2 separate regions of the Sus scrofa genome follow, and region 2 is linked to region 1. The links are chromatin contacts, called in public promoter capture Hi-C maps. All regions are on one chromosome and are shown on one strand. Each heading gives the region's core, a stretch centred on a gene start, on an enhancer-like site or on the middle of the called end of the contact. The rest is flanking DNA. Distances are from core to core; before and after follow the strand shown.

Region 1 (4,890 bases), core at 1,205-3,704:
TCGAGAGGGAAAGTTGTATACATGCTTCCTCTTCTGGGTCTAAATGGTAAAACAGTCTCCTACTCCAAATTAAGTCAGTCTCCACTTAGAAATAGAGGATTTTTAAAAACTACTTTTTGGAATCAAAAGTCTATGCCTCTGTTTGTTGAACTTAATTTAATGATAAGGCCAAGGGCTGGTAATTTAAACTCTAAAATAGCTAAAAGATTAAAGGGAATTAAATTTAGTGCCTCTGGGACTCTTGATAGCTATGTTCGAAATTTGTTTTTAATGATATAATTGTCCCACCTTACATTTAAGATTACATCATAGTAAATTGGTTATGCATGCAGTTACACTAACAGAAACCAATTCCAAATGCCAAAAATAAAAGTGAGGACAACTGTAATGTTGCCACTAAGAAAGTAGAAGTTGAAAATAGAAAATACTTAGGCTGAATAAGGTCTTCTATTAAAGTTCTGAATAGAAAAACTTGGAAATCATATGTATCAGGTTAACAATGCATTTTCATTCACCTTTAAATCATTATTTTACTTACTGTTACAAGTGGAAACCAATACATTTTTTCAAAGTATTTATTCATCAATTTTAGTGGAAAAAGATAGCTCCCAATCACACAAATGGGAATTGTACTAAATAAATTTTGAGACCATCCATCAAGAAATAAAAGTTACTAGTCATATGTAGAAATGGTTCTATTTCACATTTTAAAAGAAGAAATGAAATTCAGTGTTCTTCTTTCCATTAGTCTTCTTTTTCCTTTTCCCTTAACTAAGAGCAACTGTAATAGTCTATTGCCCCTGGGGCTTTCCCTTCCACAATTAATCATCTTTTCTTCCACACCTTCCCTCCAAATGATTATTCCTCCTAGCCCTAAAACACTTGACGGTTAGTTCATACTATTTCATCTTCACAGTTTTCAAACACCGCCCTGCCCTTACTTAGATCCACAAGCCACTACCTTTTTCTTTTCTTTTTTTTTCACTCCCTTTTTAAAACAAAATTGGTTAATGAAGTATTTTTGCTATCAATTTGCCAAAAGGTGCTACGGTATAATCAGGAAAACATCTTTGTAATACAAATTAGCTTCCTTACTTTTATCAAACTTTCAAACCCCAAACACAGTATGTTTAAATTCCTTAGGATCATAAACATCTATACCTCAAAAGTTCGTTCAGTTTAAACATTTGGAAGACTTGAATCCTAAGCTTTTATCCTTCTTGCTCTGACTCTACAATCTATGTTCTTGATTGTCAGAACCAAGAGAAAAATTGTGAAAGTCTTACCAAGCTGTACTAGGAGCGCGGACAGCGGAAACGCTTTCAATATGTCATTCATCTTCACTTTTAAGGCAGTCTGTCCATACATACTTTCTGAACATCGTTAAATATTGGTGCTTAAGACTTCAGTCATGTGAGGTAAACGTTCCAATTCATAGGCAAAGTGGGTGGTGGTGGCAAAGGAGCGCTTTTCTAAAATTTACCAAAGTAAAAGCCAAGCTGATTGTATCTGAAAGTCTGAAGCTGCCATTTGTCAAATATCAATTAGAAAGCCGCTTTTGCGTTAACCGATTCCTAGCCAAATCAGTCTTAAGGAGAGACTGTTTCCCTTGTCTACAAACGAGGTGCCAGACGTCCTTAAGCAGACCGTCAAACTTTTACGTTTTTTTCTTTTTAAACACAGGAGGGAGACGATGGGACACTGAGAAACATCAGGTCTGTTTCTTAAGAAGGATGTCTCTGGGGGAAGCAGGCGCTCACCTGTACCCAACAGTGGCAGGTCTTCCCCGGCTGTCTTCCCTGGGGGAGGGTACGGACATCGATAGACCTTTGTCCTCCCGACTGCAGCAAGGGGGTTGGGGGAGGGGCGCGACTTTCTGGGAGTAGTACAGGCACCTGCACCCCGAGACGCAGACCGGTTTTGACATCAATGTCTGCCCTGGCTTAACCTTTGGAGGGACCCTCAAGCCCAGGGAGGGGTTTGTTGCCCTAAACCTTGGCTGCCTCTCCCGCAGGGCTGGGGGAGGGGACGGCTGATCACTCTAAAGAGTTAGGGACCCCGGTCTTTCCCAATAGGACCTGAACGTCCTCCAGCTCTCTAGCCCGGCTTGCCCCGCGGCGAGCTGGGCCGGGGTAAGCCGGGGCAGATCCTTCTTTGCTCCGCGCCCCTACCGCGTCCGCACCGCCACCGTGAGGCCGAGCAGGGGACAGTGCCCTGTGGCGGCAGCGGCTCCGCGCTCCTCTCCGCGCAGCCCCGGCTGCCGCCGCGCCGGGCACGGGCGGGGGGATTTTTTCCCCCCGTTTCCCCCCCTCTTTCGCGCTCTCGCTCCTGTTCAGCGGGAGAGCCCGCGGAGCCAGGGAGGGAGCGAGGGAAGGGGTGGAGGTGGCGGGGGGGTGGGGGAGGCCGGAGGGGCGGATCCTGCCTGGGGGCTGATCCCTCCCTCCCCTCGGCCGGGCTCCGTGGCGGCAGCGGCGGCGACGGCGGCTTCATTCCCCCTCCTCCCCCGGGAGCGGCGGCGGCGGCTGGGCTGGGGCCCCAGCGCGGGCCGGGAGGGGGCACGTCAGTGGCCGCCGAGGCTAGCGCGGGAGGAGGCCGCGCTTCGCTCCCCCGGCCGAACCGACTGCTCGACTGCCGGCCCGCCCGCGCCCAGGGGCCCCCGAACGGTGGGGCCGGGCCAGCGGCTGAGGTAATGGGGGCGGCAGCGGGACCAGACGGAGCGGGGGCCGAGGGCAGAGGGGCCTACGGGGACCGGGGACTGCGCAGGGTGGGGGAGGGAAGCGAGGGGCTTCCCGAGCTGGGCGGGGGCGGTGCGAAAGCTGTTTCCTAGAGCCAAGGCGGCGGCGGGGAAGGAGAAGGCGAGCGAGGGGGGGAGCTGAAAAGCAAGGACCCCCTCCCGCAGCCGCCATCTTGTTTTCCCCCCGGCCCTGGAAGCTGAGCCACCGAGCCCCGCCCCCACCACGCTCTCCAATTGGTCGAGCCAGAGGGGAGTTCCACCCTCTGAGCGTCCCTTGGCGCCCCGGTTTCTCCTGACGGGCAGGTGAGGCGGCCAATGGGTGCTCGCTTCTGTGCCCCGCTCGTTCTCAGGGGCTCGCTTTCTCTGTGTGAGGGTCGGACTCCGCGTCAGTCTGTCGCTGGCGCGCTCGCCCCCTCCTCGATGTTATTTCCCTCCTTTCTCCTCAGAAGGGTCGAGATTTTTCTGGAAGAGGTGCTTCTTTAAAAGGGCAGGAGCCTTGGGAGGGGTCCTCACTTGTCTCCTGAATATCTCGTGTAGGGTGCAGTGGGGGACGATAATAATTCTTTCCGGACCTGGGTGGGGTGGGCGAGTGGGGGGCTCAGGGGATGCGGAGAAGACCTCCGGTGGTGTGGGAAATTTTTGGAGTTGTGTATGTGGGAAGGGCTGCGTGGGATTAGAAACTCCCGCCAAAAAACTAGATTGTAAGCTCTTTGCGGGCGAAACTCATCTCATTTTCCTCAGCAGCAGCCCTTCCCCCTCTAGAGTTTGCCCCTCAGAGACTTGAATGGGACAGCAGAGGTCTCTGTAGGTACTTGATGCTTGCCTGAGAGATGGCTGAACTGCCTGGGAGGCAGCCGGGAGGGAGGGAGAACACACAGTGGCTTTAACAAAGGAGGGGGCACGTCGCCTCCCTCAACTACTGAGGTAGCTTTTCACAGCTCTGCAAGGGTCTCCGTGCCCTTGAAGGGGTGGGGGCAGGTCTCTTGGCCCGGACTGCCCCTATGGAGTTTGCATTTATGAGGCGCGTAGTGGCCAAGGGTCCCTGGAACCTGTTCAGAATTGCCGTGATGATTCTCTTTCCTTTGGTTATGAATAGGATTGTGCCCGCCTGCCACTGTGCCTCAGCCAAATTGGTTGTTGGTAGTCTCACTTTGGGATTGGAAGGCCTTTTAAGTAAGGATGTTAATAATAGCTCATTAACAAATAGGAACGCTTAAAGACAGATTTCATTAATTTCATTTTACTGATTAGAGTATGGGGGCACCGGAGATCGAGTGACTTTCTCCAGTTACCCAGGGCCAAGATTAGAACCTAGATTGCCCCCAGGCTTCTTTTTGTACCAGACCATGGCATCTCTGTGGTGTTTTTACATCTTGGTGAGATGAGCTGAGCAGATCACAAGATTTGGGCTTGAGCTGTAGCTTTACGACTTAACCAGCTTTGGGTGGAGTGACACTTTTGTGAGCCTTTGTTTCTTCATCTGTAAAATGGAGATGAGGATATTCTACCTTCCAAGGTAGCTGAGAAATATTACAAGTAAAAGGGCTTCGTAGTTTATAAAAGTGTGCTAAATTATCATCACCATCTCCACTTTATGGGTAAAGATGGTAGATCCTGCAACCAGGGTGACAAGTTCTGTTTTTCTACTTGAAATAACTTCTGTTTATATCCTTACAAGTCTCTGCCCATACCTCAAGGCACCATATCCCCAAAGGTCTTTCCTTGTACTGATGGCCTCAATAACTGCCTACCACAGCTCCCTCCATCCCAGAGAATGATGTGGGAAACATTTAGGGCTTTCTTTTCATTGCACAAGGGTAGACGGTATTTTGCGAGAGAGGGACTTTTGAGATAATAGAATGCACTGAGAGCTTACCCCAGGTATTTCCCCGGTTACCTTGGCCCTTAGATCCAGTGAGAATTCCAGATAGGCCACTCCCAGAGTTTCCAGGGTTTCTGCTTAGAGGTGTACTAGCCACTGTATGCTGCCTTTTGCAGAGAAAACCCTGCATGTGTTAGTTTATAGTTCTTGGGCCACATGTAATAGGCATTTTAGGTCCCTTCACACCTTTACCGCTGGGCATGGTCAGGGGATAGGGTTTCTGATCAGAATAAGATGGGTTGGGATAGGGCTCTAGACCTGTGGAGTTTTGATC
Region 2 (4,890 bases), core at 1,642-4,141, 360 kb after region 1:
ATTTCTTGTCCAAGAAATTCTGTTATGCTCTTTTTTTTTCTTTTTCAGTTATGTCCTTTTGATGCTTCCTGGAGCTCTAGGGTCTAGACAAGAGTAGTTGATGGTTGAATAAATTTAAGGGAACATTAAAGTATTCCATAATTTAAATGGATAAATCACTTGACTGCAGTTAGCAGAAGATGGAAAGTGTGTGTGGATGGGCGGAGGAGGTTCAAACGGTATTTGGGAATACCGTTGGAGGGATTAAAGTGCTCCATTAAGATACACACTAGAGGTCCTGTTGTAGCTCAGCAGGAAATGAATCCGACTAGTAACTATGAAGCTTTGGGTTTGATCCCTGGCCTTGATGAGTGTGTTGGGGATCCAGTGTCACCATAAGCTGTGGTGTAGGTAGCAGATGAGGCCTGGATCCGGCATTGCTGTGGCCGTGGTATAGGCTGGCAGCTGTAGCTCCATTCGACCCCTAGCCTGGGAACTTCTATATGCTGTGAGTGCAGGCCTAAAAACCAAAAAAAAAAAAAAAAAAAAAAAAAAAAAGATACATGCTGGATTAGCATTACACACACAAACAAACAAACAGGAAAAATGGTGGTAAAGAATGGGATACTGATATGTGAAAAGAACATTTGGGAGTTTCCATTGTGGCTCAGCTGAAACGAATCTGATTATTATCCATGAGGACAAGGGTTCGATCCCTGGCCTCACTCAGTGGGTTAAGGATCGGGTGTTGCCATGAGCTGTGGTGTAGGTCGCAGATACAGTTCGGACTGGAGTTGTTGTGGCTGTTGTGTAGGCTGGCAGTTACAGGTCAGATTCAACCCCTAGCCTGAGAACGTCAATGTGCCACAGGTGCAGCCCTTAAAAAAAAAAAAAAAAAAAAAAAAAAGAACATTTAAAAAGAGCATTTTCGAGCAAGGGTTGTGCCAGCTTATTTATCTGCATTATTTATTTTAATTAATTAGATAATTAAACAAATATGTATTGATCATCTGCTCTCTGCCAGACTTGTTTTCAGGCCCTGGGGAGGCGGAGTGAGCAACAACAGTCCAAAGGTGAAGTTCCTGGAGTTCCCACTGTGGCTCAGTGGTTAACGAATCCAACTAGGAACCACGAGGTTGTAGGTTTGATCCCTGGCCTTGCTCGGTGGGTTAAGGATCCAGTGTTGCCATGAGCTGTGGTGTAGGTGGCAAACACAGCTCGGATCCCATGTTGCTGTGGCTCTGGCGAAGGCCAGCAGCCTACAGCTCTGATTAGACCCCTAGCCTGGGACCCTCCCTATGCCACAAGTGCAGCCCTAGAAAATACAAAAAGACAAACAAAGTTGAAGTTCCTGTAAGTGGGGAGACTGCATGTAACAACCCTGCAAGGCTTGGTGTAGTTACCCATTTTACAGAGAGGAAACTAATATTGAGATGGTAAGGGATATTTCTCCAGACACTTTAGCAGTAAGTAGCAGCAGTACTGTGGGTCCAAATATAGGACTGTCTGACTTCAATGGCTTTGCTTTGATAGAAGGAAATAAAAAGAGGAGAAAAGCTTACACAGGAAGAGAGGAGCAAATCAAAGCAAATAGAAGTAAGCCAGAATAGAAAAACATTTAGAGAAGGAAAGAAGAGGAAGAGAAAAGCTTTGCTAGAATTCCTACCTGGGAAAAACCCAGGTAAGACCAGCTCAGGGCTTGGCTCAACAAATGTAGTTTCCATTCTCCCTCTTCCCTTGCCAGTATGAAATCCTCGTTTTTTACAGGTGTGAAAACTCAGAAACAGTAAGTCGTGTCTCCACCCCACATGGATAGATAAACTTCTTAGAGCCACAATAAGAGAATATCTGGGAAAAGGAAAGCAGTGAATGTTTGGCATATCTTTCAGCTACTGGTGGAAAAATACAAGTTATTATTTTTCTTGAGAGCAGATTTAGATACGTTAGTAAGTCAGACTCCACTGAAAGGGGAGGAAACCAGGCAACCCTCTTAGCTGAACTCACTGTTCCAGAGAGGAAGATCTTGGTGATTTTTCTAACAAACCATTGGTATTTCTCTCCCAATAGTTAATTTCGTGGCTCAGTTCTTTTCAGAGGAAGTGGAAAGCAGAGAGGAAGGTGTTAGTGAACCATAGACCCCCCACCTCTGAGCCCCGGTCAGTACAACAGCCTTTGCCAGAAGACAGACTGGTATTCGTTGCGGAGGAGAGGGGTGCCGAATTCAATCTCCTCAGGAACTTCCTTTTATACTGTTACTAAATGCGATACTTTCTGGATGGCCTGACCCGTCTCATTTGCCTTTGAGTTTCTATTAAACATTTCAAGAGTCCAAAATGATGACGCCATCGTCTCTGCCAAATCGTGCAGTTTGGGTGAGAGGTGGCAGACCAGCCAGAGTTGGGCCGACTTTCCGTGACTGGGCTTTTCCCCAAGTGTGGGACCCGGAGGGGCACAGTGTGGTGACAGCGGGTTCACAAACAGCCCCGTGACCTTGGGAGCAACTCCGAAGCACGTTTGTAAACGTGATGGTCTCAGTTCCTGCCTAACCGCTCATGCGGAGCAGTAATTAATGAACTCATTTTATACTGTAATCTTATTGGGTGCAAAAGGCTCTATCAGTGTTTGGGTGTGACCGGCGATGATGTTATTAAATCCCTATTAATAGGCTATTTGGAGATGAGGGAGAGGTGACTGAGGAGAACTCGGCAACAGGAGAATTACACCGAGGGAGCTCTGGCCCTGAGGCACGACGGCTGCGCGCGTCTCCACCGACGAGGCAGCACAACCAGAGAAGGCTCTCAGCAACCGCGGTTCTCGCAGCGTTTGTGGCCATTACGTCACGGTCTTCTTCGCCTCTCATTGGGCGAACCCGTCCAATCATGTGACTCCAGGATGGCTTATAAATACAGGCGAGGAGACGGTGTTGGTCCGCCATTTCGTGGACGCCGGATCGGGGAGAGTATCTGCTGGAGCCAGGCGGGAGGGGAGTGGGAAGAGACAGCCGCGGGTGCGTGGATTTGAGTCTTCGCATTTCTAATCTAAGATCTCGGTAAGAGACCCAGCGACTAAAGGAATGAGGTGGGAAATGGGCCTTAACAGGACCGAGGTGGGGCCAGGCCCAATGGCGGCGCCAGATTGAGACAAAGAGACGCTGCCGCCATTTTGTGACGTTCAACACGGGGCGGTGGAGGGGGCTCCCGGCCCCCCGGAGCAGGCACCCAGGCTTCCAAGTGGAGGTGCTTATAACCCTTCCCTGGGGGGCTGAATCGGGAAGTGAGATTGCTCGAGTTGAGGCAAAGGGGGTATCGGTAATCGGTTGTACTCTAGATCGCGGCCATTCAATTTATGGCGCCTTTTTTTTCTTTTTGCCCACGTTTCCTTAAGTAGCGGCTTAGGATTTTTTTTCTTCAAGTCACTACTCAAGACTGGACCCTTCGATCCATATTTGAGGATTTCTCTACTTTCTTTCATTTTCGTGTTACTTTAACTTCACTTTTTACAGCCTGAATCCAATAACTATTTTTTTTTAAGCTGATCTTTCTTGAGCTGTATTGTTCTTATAGCTGCTTCGCATTAAAACTGGTCAGGGTAAAGTTTTTGGGAAAGATTAATTCACCAACAATGGGTTTGGTCTCGGAACTTCTGGGCACAGGGCGGGGTCACACAAATAGGATGTGTCTGGGCGGGTATTTTTTTTTTTTTTAATTGGATAACGTGTTTATGAAAAGCCCTTAAGCTGAGTTTTTGGACAGGCTGCTTTTCGTATGTAATCTACAAGTTGATTAGATTCGTTGCTGAGGCGGCTTTATTAGTATTGAAGGTTTTTCAAATGTAAACTAAAGTGCCTTAAGTTCTTGCACAACAAATAATCTATTTTTTTCCCCATGAGGTGGAGTTAATGTAACATTCATTTTAAAGTGCACGATTCAGAAGCATTCGATACCTTCACAATGTTGTGTAACTATCACCTCTATCTAGTTTTAAAGCATTTTATTATACCCACTAAGGTGACCTGTACTGTTAAGCAGCCACTACCCTTTTGGCCTGCCCCTTTCTCTCCCGCAGCCCCTGGTAGCTACTAATCTGTCTCTGGATTTACCCGTTTCGGATATTTCACATACATGGGATGGTATTACGTGTATTTTTTTTGTCTGATATCTATAACTTAGCATGCTTTCACGTTTTGTCCATGTTTATGGGTACTCGTTCCTGAATACTCCATTGTATGGGTAATAATTTTGCTTCTCCATTTTGTTGCTGGACATTTGGGTTAACACCTTTCGGCTGTTGAGGGTAGAACAAGATATATATTTTTAAAAAACAAGTTTGTCCTGCTTGAGTAAAGTTTTGGCTTGTGAAGGCACATTACTATCACTTTTTTAGTGGTTTAGCCTTAACTGCTGTCTTGTCTTCACTTGTCATTTTGTTTTGTAGTCTCCAGGTTTTGCTTTTAATCCTACTTTTCAAAGTTGTTCCTCCCCCCCCTTCAGATAACTGAAATAGGTTTAAGTCTCTCAGTTCCCATTTTGTGGCATATGCTCCCCTACTGTTTCCTCCCTCCACTTCTCTGGGAGGTGATTTTTTTTTTTATTTTCTTACACAGCTTGGCTTCCAGGTGGTTATTGGCAACGATTGGGGTGTTTCAAGGGTAGTGCCTTTACCTTTTTTCGGTTTTTGAATTCTTTCCTAAGGATCTGTTTTTTACTGTGTGGGTTATGATATTTTGGATTTTTTTTTTTTTTTTTGTTACAGAAATGCATCGTGATTCCTGTCCATTGGACTGTAAAGTTTATGTAGGTAATCTGGGAAACAATGGTAACAAGACTGAATTGGAACGAGCTTTTGGCTATTATGGACCACTCCGAAGTGTATGGGTTGCTAGAAATCCTCCTGGCTTTGCTTTTGTTGAAT

The links. Promoter capture Hi-C pulls out the DNA fragments that hold promoters and counts their contacts.
Region 2: a contact with region 1 is called in a promoter capture Hi-C map of fetal skeletal muscle, with 6 times the contacts expected there. The contact joins the promoter of SRSF3 here to the promoter of BRPF3 in region 1. A contact is called at or near these places in 1 of 5 promoter capture datasets (fetal skeletal muscle) and 1 of 47 Hi-C or Micro-C datasets (liver).

Annotation. Positions count from the first base shown.
Region 1 is chr7:31,923,859-31,928,748 of Sscrofa11.1, forward strand. It overlaps BRPF3 (bromodomain and PHD finger-containing protein 3), which reads left to right and starts at 2,455. Exons shown (of 13, transcript XM_021098638.1): 1 at 2,455-2,686. It overlaps LOC110261741 (atherin-like), which reads right to left and starts at 4,818. Exons shown (of 5, transcript XM_021100034.1): 1 at 4,809-4,818; 2 at 3,248-3,306; 3 at 2,801-3,097; 4 at 1,287-2,739. The coding sequence starts at 4,818. The coding sequence ends at 2,098.
Region 2 is chr7:32,286,573-32,291,462 of Sscrofa11.1, forward strand. It overlaps SRSF3 (serine/arginine-rich splicing factor 3), which reads left to right and starts at 2,892. Exons shown (of 6, transcript XM_021098646.1): 1 at 2,892-3,028; 2 at 4,732-4,890. The coding sequence starts at 4,734.